Regions from separate parts of the Mus musculus genome. Here region 2 is linked to region 1. A link is a contact called in public promoter capture Hi-C data. All regions are on one chromosome and are shown on one strand. Each heading gives the region's core, a stretch centred on a gene start, on an enhancer-like site or on the middle of the called end of the contact. The rest is flanking DNA. Distances are from core to core; before and after follow the strand shown.

What was found. Promoter capture Hi-C pulls out the DNA fragments that hold promoters and counts their contacts.
Region 2: a contact with region 1 is called in a promoter capture Hi-C map of pre-B cells, with 3 times the contacts expected there. The contact joins the promoter of Prr11 here to the promoter of Aatf in region 1. A contact is called at or near these places in 4 of 39 promoter capture datasets (cranial neural crest, frontonasal cranial neural crest, liver and 1 more).

What each region holds. Positions count from the first base shown.
Region 1 is chr11:84,508,634-84,515,912 of GRCm38.p6, forward strand. It overlaps Aatf (apoptosis antagonizing transcription factor), which reads right to left and starts at 4,868. Exons shown (of 13, transcript NM_019816.1): 1 at 4,659-4,868; 2 at 3,508-3,696; 3 at 2,850-2,945; 4 at 1,566-1,784; 5 at 1,026-1,163. The coding sequence starts at 4,749.
Region 2 is chr11:87,103,376-87,110,088 of GRCm38.p6, forward strand. It overlaps Prr11 (proline rich 11), which reads right to left and starts at 5,339. Exons shown (of 10, transcript NM_175563.5): 1 at 5,266-5,339; 2 at 2,634-2,766; 3 at 165-315. The coding sequence starts at 2,761. Ska2 (spindle and kinetochore associated complex subunit 2) reads left to right here and starts at 5,886. Exons shown (of 4, transcript NM_025377.3): 1 at 5,886-5,929. The coding sequence starts at 5,897.

The DNA of each region.
Region 1 (7,279 bases), core at 3,618-6,117:
AAAAACACTGTCTCAAAAAACCCAAAAGAACAATAAAAACTCAATTATTAACTCAAGCTGGGCAGTGGTAGCACACGCCTTTAATCCCAGCACTTGGGAGGCAGAGGCAGGCGGATTTCTGAGTTCGAGGCCAGCCTGGTCTACAAAGTGAGTTCCAGGACAGCCAGGGCTACAAAGAGAAACCCTGTCTCGAAAAAACCAAAAAAACAAAAATTAAAAAAAAAAAAAAAAAGAATTAACTCAAAAAGCCAAGGGAAGGATCGAGTGATATCATAAAACACAGCTCAAGTACCTGATCCACTTCAAAGTTATCTTCACTGATAATAGGTTATATTGCTATTTTAAGAATAGCTGAAGGGGCTGGTGAGATGGCTCAGTGGTCTGCTCTTCCAAAGGTCCAGAGTTCAAATCCCAGCAACCACATGGTGGCTCACAACTGCTCTTCGACTGCTCTTCCAAAGGTCCAGAGTTCAAATCCCAGCAACCACATGGTGGCTCACAACCATGACTGCTCTTCCAAAGGTCCAGAGTTCAAATCCCAGCAACCCGACTGCTCTTCCAAAGGTCCAGAGTTCAAATCCCAGCAACCACATGGTGGCTCACAACCATCCGTAACAAGATCTGACTCCCTCTTCTGGTGTGTCTGAAGACAGCTACAGTGTATTTACATATAATAAATAAATCTTTAAAAAAAAAAAAAAAAAAAAAAAAGAATAGCTGAGCCAGGCAGTGGTGGTGCACGCATTTAATCCTAGCACTTGGGAGGCAAAGGTAGGCAGATTTCTGAGTTCAAAGCCAGCCTGATCTACAGAGGACCAGGGCTACACAGAGAAACCCTGTATCGAAAAACCAAAAAAAAAAAAAAAAAAAAAGAATAGTTGATCATTCAGTTTGTTGGATAAGATCAAATGTAACCAAAAAACCGAAACCGAAATCGATATTCTATATCATAGTATCACTAAAATCAAATCCCTTTTTTTAAATATCCAATCCAGTATATCCCAAAATGACATGAATATTCTTACTATTTTTCAGAGCACTGGCAAATTCTGGGCCACCTTTGTCCTTGAAGACAGGGAAAACATCTGGTTGAGGCAACTGATTGGTAGTCAAGAGAGCTTTTTGTAGCTTGATCCTTCCTTCCAAGAGCTGGTCCCACAATGCTGAAGAAAAAAGTCAAAGAGACCCCATCTCAGGATCAGGAAGTCTTTCTGGGCTGGGCACTGAAGAAGGACAAGAACACCAGTTTCTAAGCAGCATACTTTATGACTTTCTCGTGGCATACAAACGTTCTTCATGCTACGAAATAAAGTCTCTGTCTTGGATGGAAATACTTGCTATGAAAGAGGAAACTCTGGCAACATGAGAGAATACTCTCCTGTCCGGTCTCCCACAAGGACTAGTGCAGAACCTGATAAGCAGCTATAGGAACTAGGATGCAGGCCTCTGGTTAATCGAGGCAGGTCAAACTGGAAGGACACTGGAGAAACAGAACAACTACATCTAAAGAGCAGACTAATGCAGAAACTCGGAAAAGCAAGCAAGTAACAAAAGCAAACACACACCTATCTGATTCTTCACAGCTCTTCCTTTTTCCACTTCCTCAGAAACTTTGACACTGGAGAAGGCTGCCACCACACCATCATCTTCACTGTTCCTGTCTTCTTCTCTGTCTTCCTCATCCTCACCTTCTAAGTCCTCCTCAACATCTTCTGAGAACTCTTCCAGGCCCAGGCCCTCTGAATCCCCATCTTCAGATCCTCCCTCATCAGATATTTTGTTGTCTAAATCATGAGGAAAAAAAAAATGGGGGAAAGGAGTTACCTAGAGAAAAATATCAGGCCACATCTTTCATTCCAGTTAATCTGTGGGAGCTTATATGACAGAACAATCATGTTATTGTGCTCTATTCAACTGCACAAACTTCCTACGTTTCTATCATCTCTAAAATGCTAAAGGAAAACAAACAAAGCATGAGTCCTGGTAGCCTGAAACACACTATGTAGACAAAGCCTGATAAGCTCCTCCAACTATATCAAGGACTGGATCATACATATCATAACCTGAATGACAGATCCTTGGATATTATCAGTAGATTCTCAACATAGCTCCACTGACCTCCCTAAAACAAATTGCATCCTCTCGATATCCATATCTAGAGACTTCTTCCACCTTGAGAAATGTACTACTGCTTAAAACTATAAGCTAGGGGGCTGGAGAGATGGCTCAGCGGTTAAGAACACTGACTGCTCTTCTGAAGGTCATGAGTTCAATTCCCAGCAACCATATGGTGGCTCACAACCATCCGTAACAAGATCTGGCGCCTTTTCTGGAGTGTCTGAGGACAGCTACAGTGTACTTACATATAATAAATAAATAAATCTTAAAAAAAAAAAAAAGTCACACTGTTTAAAAAAAAAAAAAAAAAAAAAACTATAAGCTAATTCTTTCTCGGGAAAGATTGGAAGCATTATGTTATCATTTACAATGACAAAAGGCCAGTTTCACGAGTAACTAATACACAGGAAATCAATAAAAGACCTGAAAAACAAAAAGAGTCAAAATATAAAACGCACCATGGGCATGTGAACTTTTTTAACCACACAGCTCTGTCAATACCCATTATGCTCTGCCCAGTTTCCCCCTCATTTCAGGGTGAGCCACTAACCTGAACTTGGTAACCTCGAGTGTTAGGTTTCTGTTTGTCTGTTTGTTTTTTAAGACAGGGTCTCAGGTGTAGCACATGCTAGTGCAGAACTTACTGTGTAGCTCAGGCTGGCCTTGAACTCCTGATTCCCCTGCTTCAGTCTCTCCTAATTCTGAGATAAAAGAACTATCCTCGCCCTCACCTTCTAAGTCTTCGTCAACATCTTCTGAGATCTCCTCCAGGCCCAGGCCCTCTGAATCCCCATCTTCAGATCCTCCCTCATCAGATGCTTCGTTATCTAAATTATAAGGGGAAAAAAGGGGAAAGGAGTTACCTAGAGAAAAATACCAGGCCACATCTTTCATTCCAGTTAATCTGTGGGAGCTTATATGACAGAACAAACATGTTATTGTGCTCTATTCAACTGCACGAACTCACTACGTTTCTATCATCTCTAAAACGCTAACAGGAAACAAAGCCTAACTGGGCTTTAGCATCCTTTTTTTTTTTAAAGAATTATTTATTTATTTTATGTTTATGTAGCTGTCTCCACACACACCGGAATAGGGCATCGGATCCCATTACAGATGGTTATGAGCCACCATGTGGTTGCTGGGAATCAAACTCAGGACCTCTGGAAGAGCAGTCAGTGCTCTTAACCACGGAGCCATCTCTCCAGCCCTTTAGCATCCTTTTTAAAGTAACATGCTGACCTCTAAGGCCCTTCCAAGTACCAATTCAATGGTCTCTCCTAAATTAAGTGGAGACCCACAGACTTCCAGAAAGAATCCAGAAACAAAACAGTTTAACCATACAGAACTAAGCCAAGAGAAGAGTTTGGGGTGAAAATGTCTACTCACCAGATGAACTTGGCAGAGCCTGCTCCCAATGGTCTTCTTTCCAAGCTTTCCTAGAAGTGGTCTTGCCAGAATACCTTTTGTCGGTGTCCAAGAGGGAGACTGGTGCCAACTTTCTAATGCTACTCACTGCCAGATCATCTTTCTCCTCTTCCCCTTCATCAAACCTGTCAATCACTCTGGCTCTAGTGGCTGTTGGGGAGGGAGAAAAATAGAATCTTAGGTTAGAAAAATACTTTAACAGGAACCCACTTAAGCCATTTCAACCCCACACCCCACCTTCCTGTACTAGGTGAGTACTCTTAGTACTGGGCTCCACCCCAGCCCTTGATTCATTGTGTCCTCTATAACATAACATAACTAACTTACAGGAATAGGGAGTTGACTTCTGGTTTCTAAGGAGACTGCTGTCATATTGCTATCTATTTCTAAACAGAGAGCTAACTCCCTGCAACTACTAGGAGACATGTTTTTATGCCTTGGAACTTATAAATCTAGGAACGTATAAATCTGATTCTTCCTTGCTTTTCCATGGTGTTTTTTATTGTTTTTCTTTTTCAGAGGTTCTGAAAATTAAATCCAGTGCATCAAGTGTTATCGGCTACATGCCCAGGGTCCTTAATTCTTCCTCAATATGTGACAGTCATTGGGTGCTATAGACACTCATGACACCCCTCCAGTTGTCTTTCTCACACCTCCCTGACCCAAGTCTAAAGCACAATTACTCCCAGCCGGTCTCAGAACAGGTTTATGAAGAATCAGTCTGTCATCAGAATGTGGACAAATGGCTTAAGGCCTAAATAAACATGGCTAAACAGCATCGGGTAATCATTTTCATTCTCATGAAGATTTTAGAAGCAGTCAGTTTCAAACACACAAAAACCTGAAACTCATCAGGCTTCTTTCTCCTTTCGAAGGTAATACCAAGAAAAGTGGCATCCTAAACTGCTGCCAGCCGGCTGCCTGCAACTCCCCGCCAGGGTCCTGATGTCCCGCCCACCCCCAGAGTCTAGAATGCTGGATTACTGCTCACGCCACCCTCCCAAGAGACAATTTTCCCCCAGCGAAAAGGGAAGGCGAGCAGGTCCAAGCACCAGCGGCCCTTGAAGTCGGAGCCACTGCTCTGCACGTGGTTAGCCCCAGTCAGGCCTCACCCTCCTCCGGGTCGGCCTCAGGATCCGCCTCACGCGGTCTCGGATTCAGCAACTGTTCCAGCTGCAGAGCCAAGGGCTGCGGCGCCGCCATGGTCACCAGGTCACTGCCGGCGCTGCGCTCGTGAACCTGCACTGCAGCCCGAGCCCCCCGGCCCGACACTCGCAGCAGTGGCGCTACGGCCCAGACTCTACTTGGCAACTCAAGGCGGAGACCTCGCGGAGGCGGCGTTTAGAATCCCAGTAGGCAACTTCCGGGAGGCGCGCGCGCGCCGGAGGGGCGGGGCGTCGCGTCACCACTGGGCTGCTAAGCTGAGACGCAGGCGCCCGAAACCGTGGCAGGGTTGCGAGCCGCCCGAACGCGCGTGCGCCGGAGGCCCCTCGGACGCGCGGCGCGGGAGCGCGCCGGAGCACGTGACCGCTTGGAGCGAGAAAGGTTGATTGTGCTCTGAGCTGCCAGGGTCCCCTAAGCACGAAATAACGCCTCGAGCTTTGTGCGAGCTTGGTTTAGGAATTAAGCGTAAAGTAGCTGTGGCTGCTGGTGGCTGGCTGGTTTGTGAAAGGGAGTGAAGGATAAGCCTCTCAAACCTCAGGTACACACTCGAGCAAGCACAGACCCGGGACTCAAAACGGGGCTTTTCTCAGGGTAGAGGAGCCTGCGGCCAGGCACACAGCTTCGGGCCAGGATCTGAGAGGCCTGCGTGTGTTAAGTGTGCGGCGAGGTGCGATCTTTATTGATAGAAATAATTAGGAATCGCGATGGTTGTACCACAAATCAAGATTGTTTCTGTAGCTTCTTGTACCCTCTTGCCTGGGCAATCACAGGGAGGGGCAGGGGGGTAGAATTACTCTACTACAGAAGCGTTGATATTAACAGCTTTTCTGTTCAAAGATGGAGTGACTCAGTCAGACCCCCGAAACTAGTGAAGATGGGAGAAGAGAAACCCTTCACTCAGTTCTGGTATTAGATGGCCAGACTCAAAATACACAAAGACCTTAATGTGATAAATGTAATTGCACCCAGGCCCATGAAGCTATGCCATCACTTTGCATTCGTTTTTCTTTTCATGGAGCATCCCTTGACGCCCACTACTGTGGCAAGCACTGCTAGATGAAATATAGGATGTGTAAGTTAGACTCTCTCTCCACACAGTGACCAGTCTAGAAGGGCAGGAAACATGAACTGCACCGAGGAATGACAAATTTGAGTGTAAAGTGGTCTGTCTATACTGATCTGTTGGAGGTCTTCCTCCATGGAGACCTAGAATCTACTATAACAGGAAAGCTGCCTCAGAAGAATCCAGAAAAAAAAAAAAAAGAAAAAACGACTTGAATAATAGACACTGTGTCCATGCCTGTTTGTATGTTAAGACAGTCTCTTGCCTCCTACACATCATGTAATTGAAGATGACCCTGAATTTCTTGACCCTCCTGTCTCCACTGGGATTAGAGACATGTGCCTGCCACTACACCCTGTTTATTTAGAGCTAGGGGCTGAACCCAGAGTGTTCTGTACACTAAGCAGGAGCTCTTCCAGTTCTAAGTCCCCAGGCCAGTGCCATTTTTTAAGTATACTCCAGGCCAGCTGGATCCCAAAGCCAGCAACGTAGGCAACTGGTAGCTCCCCAGTAGAATCCACTGGAAGACAATTCAGACACCCTCAGATTCAGGTAGATTTCCGAATTTAAGAAATTTAAGAGATTTCTACTTTCTTGTGGCATGTCTCATGTTCCTGTCCTAACTGGTCCTTGAGTGAAGATGACCAAGCCTAGACAATAGAAAAAAAAAAAGCAACTGTTTTAGGGTAAAGCCTTTCAGACGTGGAGAGCCAAAGAATGTCAGACTAGGCGAAGACTCAGGCGAAGAAAATTGCTGTATGGCTGAGAGTAGTTTAGAGAGCTTGTTCTTTAAGGTCCTCTCCGCTGCGCTTGCAGTCGAGTCTGTGTTAGAGCCTCCATAGCAAAACATGTTCTCTATGAGGTGCAGTAGCCTTGGGCACAGAGAACAAAAATGTTCTCCTACCCCACACTTAGTAAATTCTATTCTCCTAGATCCTCCTCCCTCATTATTTCAGGTGCTTAGAAACCTGCCCTTTAAGGTGAGGAGAACAGGGTGGAAAGAGAAAAGGAAGCAGGGCAGAGCCCACCTTGAAGCTGTTGTGCATACAGGACACTGTTGGCCTGTGTGAGGCAGATCTGAGCAAACAGTGTAAGGTACAGGTGCCCCGAGCCTGCTTACCAATGCTCCCTCTCCTGTCTGCTCCTGACTTGGGAACCCATTTTTTTTTTTTAGGAAGTAGTCACATATACCCCAACCACCACCCTCCCAATTGCTTTCCTACCCCAGGAATCTTCTTCCTGGAAGGGAGGACAGAGGAAGAATGGTAGAGCTTAAGATGCAATTAAGGGAAGTGAAGACATGAGCGAGGGAGAGACCACTCAAAGCTCAGGAGCTCCTTCTTTCTTGAATGGCAGGTAAAGGACTCCAGCGGGGAGTGCTACTGGACTTGGAGGGCCAGTAAAGGGCAGTGGAGCTTCCGGAAGAAGTTTCAACCTCTTAAGTGTAGGATGGTGAACAGATGGGCTGTGCAGAAAGGGGCTTAAAAGTGAGCAATCTGCCCTGCG
Region 2 (6,713 bases), core at 4,089-6,588, 2.6 Mb after region 1:
TGTCTTACATAAGCAAAGACAGGTGTAATTGCACAAATTAATCTTATCCAAGCTGAGCCTTCGGAGTATATCAAGGCTAGGAACCATAAAAGAACACAAATACTAATTTTGGCAGAACAAAAACAAAAACCATATTACTGAGAACAGGTTTATGAACCGTATACCTGGGCTACACAGGTCTGACAGCAACTGTAGATGCACCATGCTCTATTTGTCCAAAGGTTTATTGCATCTTTGATGTTAGGAAATCTCAGGTTCCAAGATGGTCTTAGCCAGTTTCTGCTTTGGGGAATATCTGCTGCAGAAGTAACCACTCTGTGGAAGAAACATCAAACAAAACAAATAAAAAAGTCGTAGCCAGGCGTGGTGGTGCACGCCTTTAATCCCAGCACTCGGGAGGCAGAGGCAGGCAGATCTCTGAGTTCGAGGTCAGCCTGGTCTACAGAGTGAGTTCCAGGACAGCCAGGGCTACAGAGAAACCCTGTCTCGTAAACCAAAAAAAAAAAAAAAAAAAAAAAAAAAAAAAATGTAGGTCTTGGCTGGGCATGGTAGTGTACACTCAGAAAGCAGAGGCAGGAGGATGGATATAAGTTCAAGGCAAGCTTGTTCTACATAGTGACTTCCAGGCCAGTCAGAACAATATAGTAAGACCCTGTCTCAAAAAAAAAAGGATATCCCTGCTTCCAAGTCACACTATAAAATCAGGTGGATCTCTGTGTGTTCTAGGCCGAAGAAGGCTACAGAGTGAAACTCTGTCTCCCCAAAAAGCCAAAATACACTATCCCCCAACCCCAGGTCAGAGTGACAGCTTCTAATTAAGTAATTAATAGGCTTTATTTATTTTAAATTAATTAGTTTTGGGTCTGGGGAGTGAGGCTAAGGGTGTGTGCTAAGCATATATTCTTGCAGTGAGCTGTATCTCTTATCACAAATAGCTTGTTTATAGTGTGACTCAGGACCACTCAGGCTCTGACTGGCTGATTGACTTCCTTGTTTTGCTTTTTTATTGAGATAGGGTCTCACTGTGTTGTTCTGACTGTCCTGGAACTGACTGTGTGGACCAGGGTTGCCTTGAACTTACAGCAGTCCTCTCCCCTGTGTTTCCTGAGTGCTGGGATCACATGTGTGTGCGAAACATAGCCTATTTATTTATTTACTATTTGGATTAAAAAAAAAATATGTGTCTGTGTGCTGCGTCTATGAGTGTGTGCTGTGTGTGAGTGCCTGCAGAGGCGAGGGAAGATCTTCTGCAGCCAGAGTTGTATGAGGTTGTGAGCTAGCTAACTTGAGCCCTGGCTATCCCAAATCTCACCTTGCAGACCAGGCTGGCCTTGAACTCACAGAGATCCACCTACTTCTGTTTCCGGAGTGCTGGGATTAAAGGCGGACGCCACCATAGCCCGGCTCTAGTTTTACTTTTTGAGACAGGGTCTCATGTATCCTATGATGATTTTGTTAAACATGATATAAGATCATAGATGTGGGCTACAAAGCCCGATTTTACTTTTAATTTCTTGTCCTTCATGTGTGATAACCCTGAGTTTAATCCCTGGCATACCAAAAATAAAGTAAGCTGAATAAGGTGGTACATACCAAACACCCAGAGGAGAAACAGGGGAGGGTTTAAAGCAGGATGATTTCTAAAAGCTCAAGGCCAGTTTGGGTTACAGACAGTTCCAGGGTGGCCAGGACTGGAGATAGAAGATAGAAAGAGTCAAAGGGAATCAACAAATAAGAAGCTATCCTCAAGAACTAAAGAGAGTGGAGAGGGAGGGACAACACTGGGTGCACAAAGCATGTTAGTAGGAACACCAGCACCCTACAATTTCTGGGGCTCAGCCTTCCTTCCTATGATACATTCAACTTCCGAGTTTCAGAATAGATGGTCAACCTGACCAGAACGAAGGCTTTATCAAGCTCTGTGCCCCTCTCTCATCAGATAGTTGCTATAATTAGTCAGCAAAATTCAACTCAAAAGGGGAAATAGGTACTTTGGGTTTGAATAGAACTCTTTCTGATTTTTACTTCATTGGAACGCATTTTTAAAGAAAAGTTTGTGTGTGTGTGTGTGTGTGTGTGTATGTCTGCAGACACTTGAGGAGCCCAGGAGAAGGTATCAGATCCTCTAGAGTGTTGTTATAGGCAATTATAAGCTGCCCCATATGGGTGCTGGGAATTCAAAGTATTTTAGGCAAGAGCAGTCTGTGAACCACTGAGCCATCTCTACAGTCCTCGTTTGAACTCTTGTGCTATGTGAAATTCAGGATGTCTGGTTAAAAATCTAACTTACTTATTTTTGATTCAGCTTCACATAGTTCATGTAGGCTTTGAATTAGCTGTCTAAATTGAGGATAACCTTGAATTCTTGATCATCCTGTTAACCTACAGAATGTCAACCTAGCCGGGCATGGTGGCACACGCCTTTAATCCCAGCACCCGGGAGGCAGAGGCAGGCGAATTTCTGAGTTCGAGGCCATCCTGGTCTACAGAGTGAGCCCCCCCCCCCCCCGCACCCCCAGCCAAAAAAAAGATTTATGTGGAGGACAAAATTCAAATTGGACTGCATGTTGTATATTATCCCTGGCTGACAGGGGTGAGATCGACTCATTCCTGTCTTCCCCATCACACTTTACCTTTCCGGTTCGGGGAGGGGAGGGGAAGGTGTCAATAACTTAGGAGAGACCACAGCGGCTTCTTTCTTCTTAGACATTCGTTTGGCTTTGGCTTTTAGCTTTCTTCTTCGCTGTTTGTACTTGGGCATGATTTCTGTAGAGAAAAATTTGAAGTTGAAAAAAACTGTATTTTATGTAGATGGGTGCCTTGCCTGCTTGTGTGTCTGTCTTCACACCATTTGCAGGCCTGAGCAGGCCAGAAGAGGGCTTCGTATCCACTGAAACTGGAGCTACAGATGATTGCGAGCTGCCATGTGGGTGCTGGGAATTGAACTCAAGTCCACTAGAAGCGCAGCCAGTGCTCCTAACTACAGAGCCATTTCCTTAGTTCCTGAAATGAATGTTCTCTTAGATAATAATGTATAATATAGAAAATGTTTAAAATTTCAGTATATAGTTCAATGATTTATGATATAGAAATTTTATACATCCCTGAATATGTTATATATCTTGGTTGTTTTATGCTTATTTCAAGGATTTTCCTTTTTCTCCAACCTTGATTAAGATTTAAATTGTAGTTCTGGGCATGGTAGTAGAGACCTGCAGTCCCAGCATTGGGGACTGGGATTTGAAGCAGAAGGACTGCTGTGGATTGAAGAACATCTTAAGATACATAAGTGATCCTGTATCTAAGACATCTAAAATCCGAGGTACACCCGTACTCACTACTCGGAAGGTGGAGACAGGTAGATCAAGACTTATGGATAGACTTATTCAAGCCCAGCCTAGGTACACGAGACCCTGTCTCATAAAACAAGATAAAACCAAAAGCCAGAGAGAAAGTAACCAGGATTCTAGAAACCACTTCAAATGGAAGAAGTTGTAAACTCAGATTACAATGTCTCTGCAGAATCTTTCCCTTTGGCTTTACATTAGCCCCTCACCTTGCTTTTGTGGTTTTATTCATGAAGTCAAATTAATTTCTCTTTATTCCCTGCAAGTCCCTCTTCCCGGCTGGAGACCAAACCCAGGCAAGTGGTCTATTACTGAGTGACTACAGTACTTAGCCCTTTGCTTTTCTTACAATAGAGAAAATGGCTGTAGTGGATTATATTATATTAAAAGATAGGTTTGTGATTCAGCAACATATAATGAGCACCTACTATGATAGGCAGATGTCATAGTGGGAGGGACCATTTGTTAAATGCCCCCTCAAGTGGGGTACAACCTACTTTTCCTCAGCTAATGTTCAATGTCCTCAAAGGTTTCAATCCCTGACAAGGAAGATTTTAGTCCTAGTGTTATACAAAATTAAGCTGAGGCTTAGACTAGCTATCTGCCTAATATAATACAATGAAGTATAATGAAGACCTATAAGTCTCCAGAGACCATGACTTTTTCTAATAGACTATGGGGCTATAGTAACTTTAACAGGCTTTATACAATTACCCAAAATGAAAGGTTTGTTTTAAGACAGGTACTTTGAAGCCAGGCAGTGATGGTACACGCCTTTAATCCCAGCACTTGGGAGGCAGAGGGAGGCGGATTTCTGAGTTCATGGGCAGCCTGGTCTACAGAGGGAGTTCCAGGACAATTGGGGCTATACAGAGAAACCCTGTCTCGAAAAACCAAAACCAACCAGCCAACCAACCAACCAAACAAACAAAAAAGACAGGTATTTTGAAACACTTAATAGTACTTAAAATATTTCTGTTTTATATTTAAATATACATCCTTATCTGAAAAAATAAAATTTAAAAAAGTCTGGGTTAGTTGTTGATACACAAGCTCCTGTCTCAGAACAATATAATTAGTCTTCTTCATGAGTTGACACTGCTGGTTCTTTAAGAACTCCATCAGTTATATGGAAAGGTCTTTGGCCAGGGGCACTTCTAAAACTGTAGCAGCAGCATAAGTGACAGATTTACTTCATCATCACTATTCTAAAACACATGTTTTACATCCCCCTCTAGTCAATTTAATTTCCATCATCAGTTTAGTTGGTTTGCCTTGAATGCTGAAGCATGATCTCTGCCATTGTCCTATAGTCAATTTTGTTTTAAGTCGTGAAGCATTGCTATCCCCAACCCCACCCGGTTCTTCCCTGTGTCTTTCTCAGAGTGACCACAGGTCCTTAGTCTTACCCAGCACACTACTAGACACACAGTAAAAGGGGTATACTTTTAAAGTAGATGTCAGAAGTCATTTTGCATCATGGAACACTGTAAAATTACCTGACATAAAATACTTCTCCATAAACGTAAATGCGCTGAAGAATGGCTGGGGAGAGCATCTGGTTAAATAAACATTGTGATAGGAAATTTGGGTAGATTCCTATAATTTGCATTTTTCGCTAGCGCCCAGAGAAGCCAATTACCGCCAGTCGGTGGGCCCCCTTTGAGAAGCAAAAAGTTACGACAAAGACTGAGCAAAAAGGCAATCACTTCAAACTATATATTGCAGTGTTAAATAAAAAATGTGTCTCAGATGTTGCCAGCGGAGCTCTTCTCCTGCCCGAAACCTTTCCTTTTCTGCTCCATCTCCCTTCCCTGTCCAGCTCAAGACCCCACCTCCATAAGAACCCAGTCATCAACAGTTCGAGTAACGGAAGACGGGACCAGGTAACAAAGAGAAAAAACGTCGTTGCACTTACTAGTCTAAGAGCCTGGGGATTAGACGAAGTTCGGGCCTAAGCCTCTTCCACACCATAAAGAAAATTTCAAAATTAAATCTTTGCCGACGAGCGACCAATCGTAGACGTGGTCTCTACAGGGTTCGTTGTCTTGAAAGGATCAAAGCACAGCTTGGACTACGATTGGCCAAAAGAGCATCACATCCTGGCCAATCGGAACTGAGGCGCTTCTTGTATGAATAAGGAAAGGCGGGCGAGAAGGGGCGGGGAAGCCGGAGAGAAAAGGAGGTGTGTCACGTCGCCTAGGCCCGCAGTGGAAGCTTTTATGTCATTGGCTGCTGCTGCTTCCGAGTACACCAATCGCAAACTCTTTTCCAAGTATGAACTTGAAAGTAGGGACCATAAGGCAGCCAATGGAAAAATTCATATATTCAGCAGCCAATCCCCCTGCGGCGTTTTGTGTCTTTGTCCAACAGGAAAGTGCGTTTTATAACGAGGGGCGTTACCCAGGCGCCAATGGGCGGGCGCCGATGGAACGTACTAGCCAATGAGCGCAAGACGTTGAGTGACAGCTGTCCAATGGAGGGCCTCAGTGCTAGCACGGCTTACAGCTTAAGCGCCTCAGCGGTCTGAGGAATGTCAACTATTCAATATGGAGGCGGAGGTCGATAAGCTGGAACTGATGGTGAGTGGAGAGTGAAGGAAACCTACTGGGTAATTAATGTGCTCCACCGATGGCCTAGAAGGTGAAGCGCATTTTAGAGTCTCCTGAAACTGGGTTGTGGAAGCTGGAACCTGAATTGAGTTCCTTCTTTCTGCACCTACGGGAGCTACCGCCGCCTTGGTCTCTTAACCGCCGCGGGGGAAGGGGTTACATCCGGGGAACTCGTGAGGGAAATGGCGGGAGATGTTGAGGGTGTGGGGCCTTTGTAATTCCCTGGTCCTGGTTTTCTCCTTCATCGGCTCCAGGAGCCGCGCCCGGCACAGATACCGCCTCACGAATTTCTACCTTCCTTGCCCAAGCGTGACTGGAACGGTCTTTAATAGCTCGGAGGAGGAGAGAGGTCGTTTACGTCTCCCGAAAAGGGGGATGGAGGATGAGGTGGGGCAGAAGTCTAGGGGCGCGGAGAAATTCAAGTCCACCATGCACCTACTCGCAGGCGAGCTGGGACAGTCTGAAAGAAGATGCTAGACTTGCACGAGAAACTTGCCCGCGGTTCCGCAGACTGGGCTCTTTGCGGCTTGGGAGAGGAGCCGCCGCGGGGACCGAGCCTGGAGCTCCTTCCCGGGGCGCGAGCGGCGTTGCCCCAGGCCCGGCTTTCTGCTTCCTAGATGCTCAATTCCTTTCCTCTGTGCAAGGAGAACCCTGGACGAAGGCCCTCAGCGGCTGCGGGCAAGGCTGGAGTGCACTGAGCGTCCAGCCGAGTGGCCTTGTCATTCTCCATCAGTGTTCTCTTTATTCCCGCCCT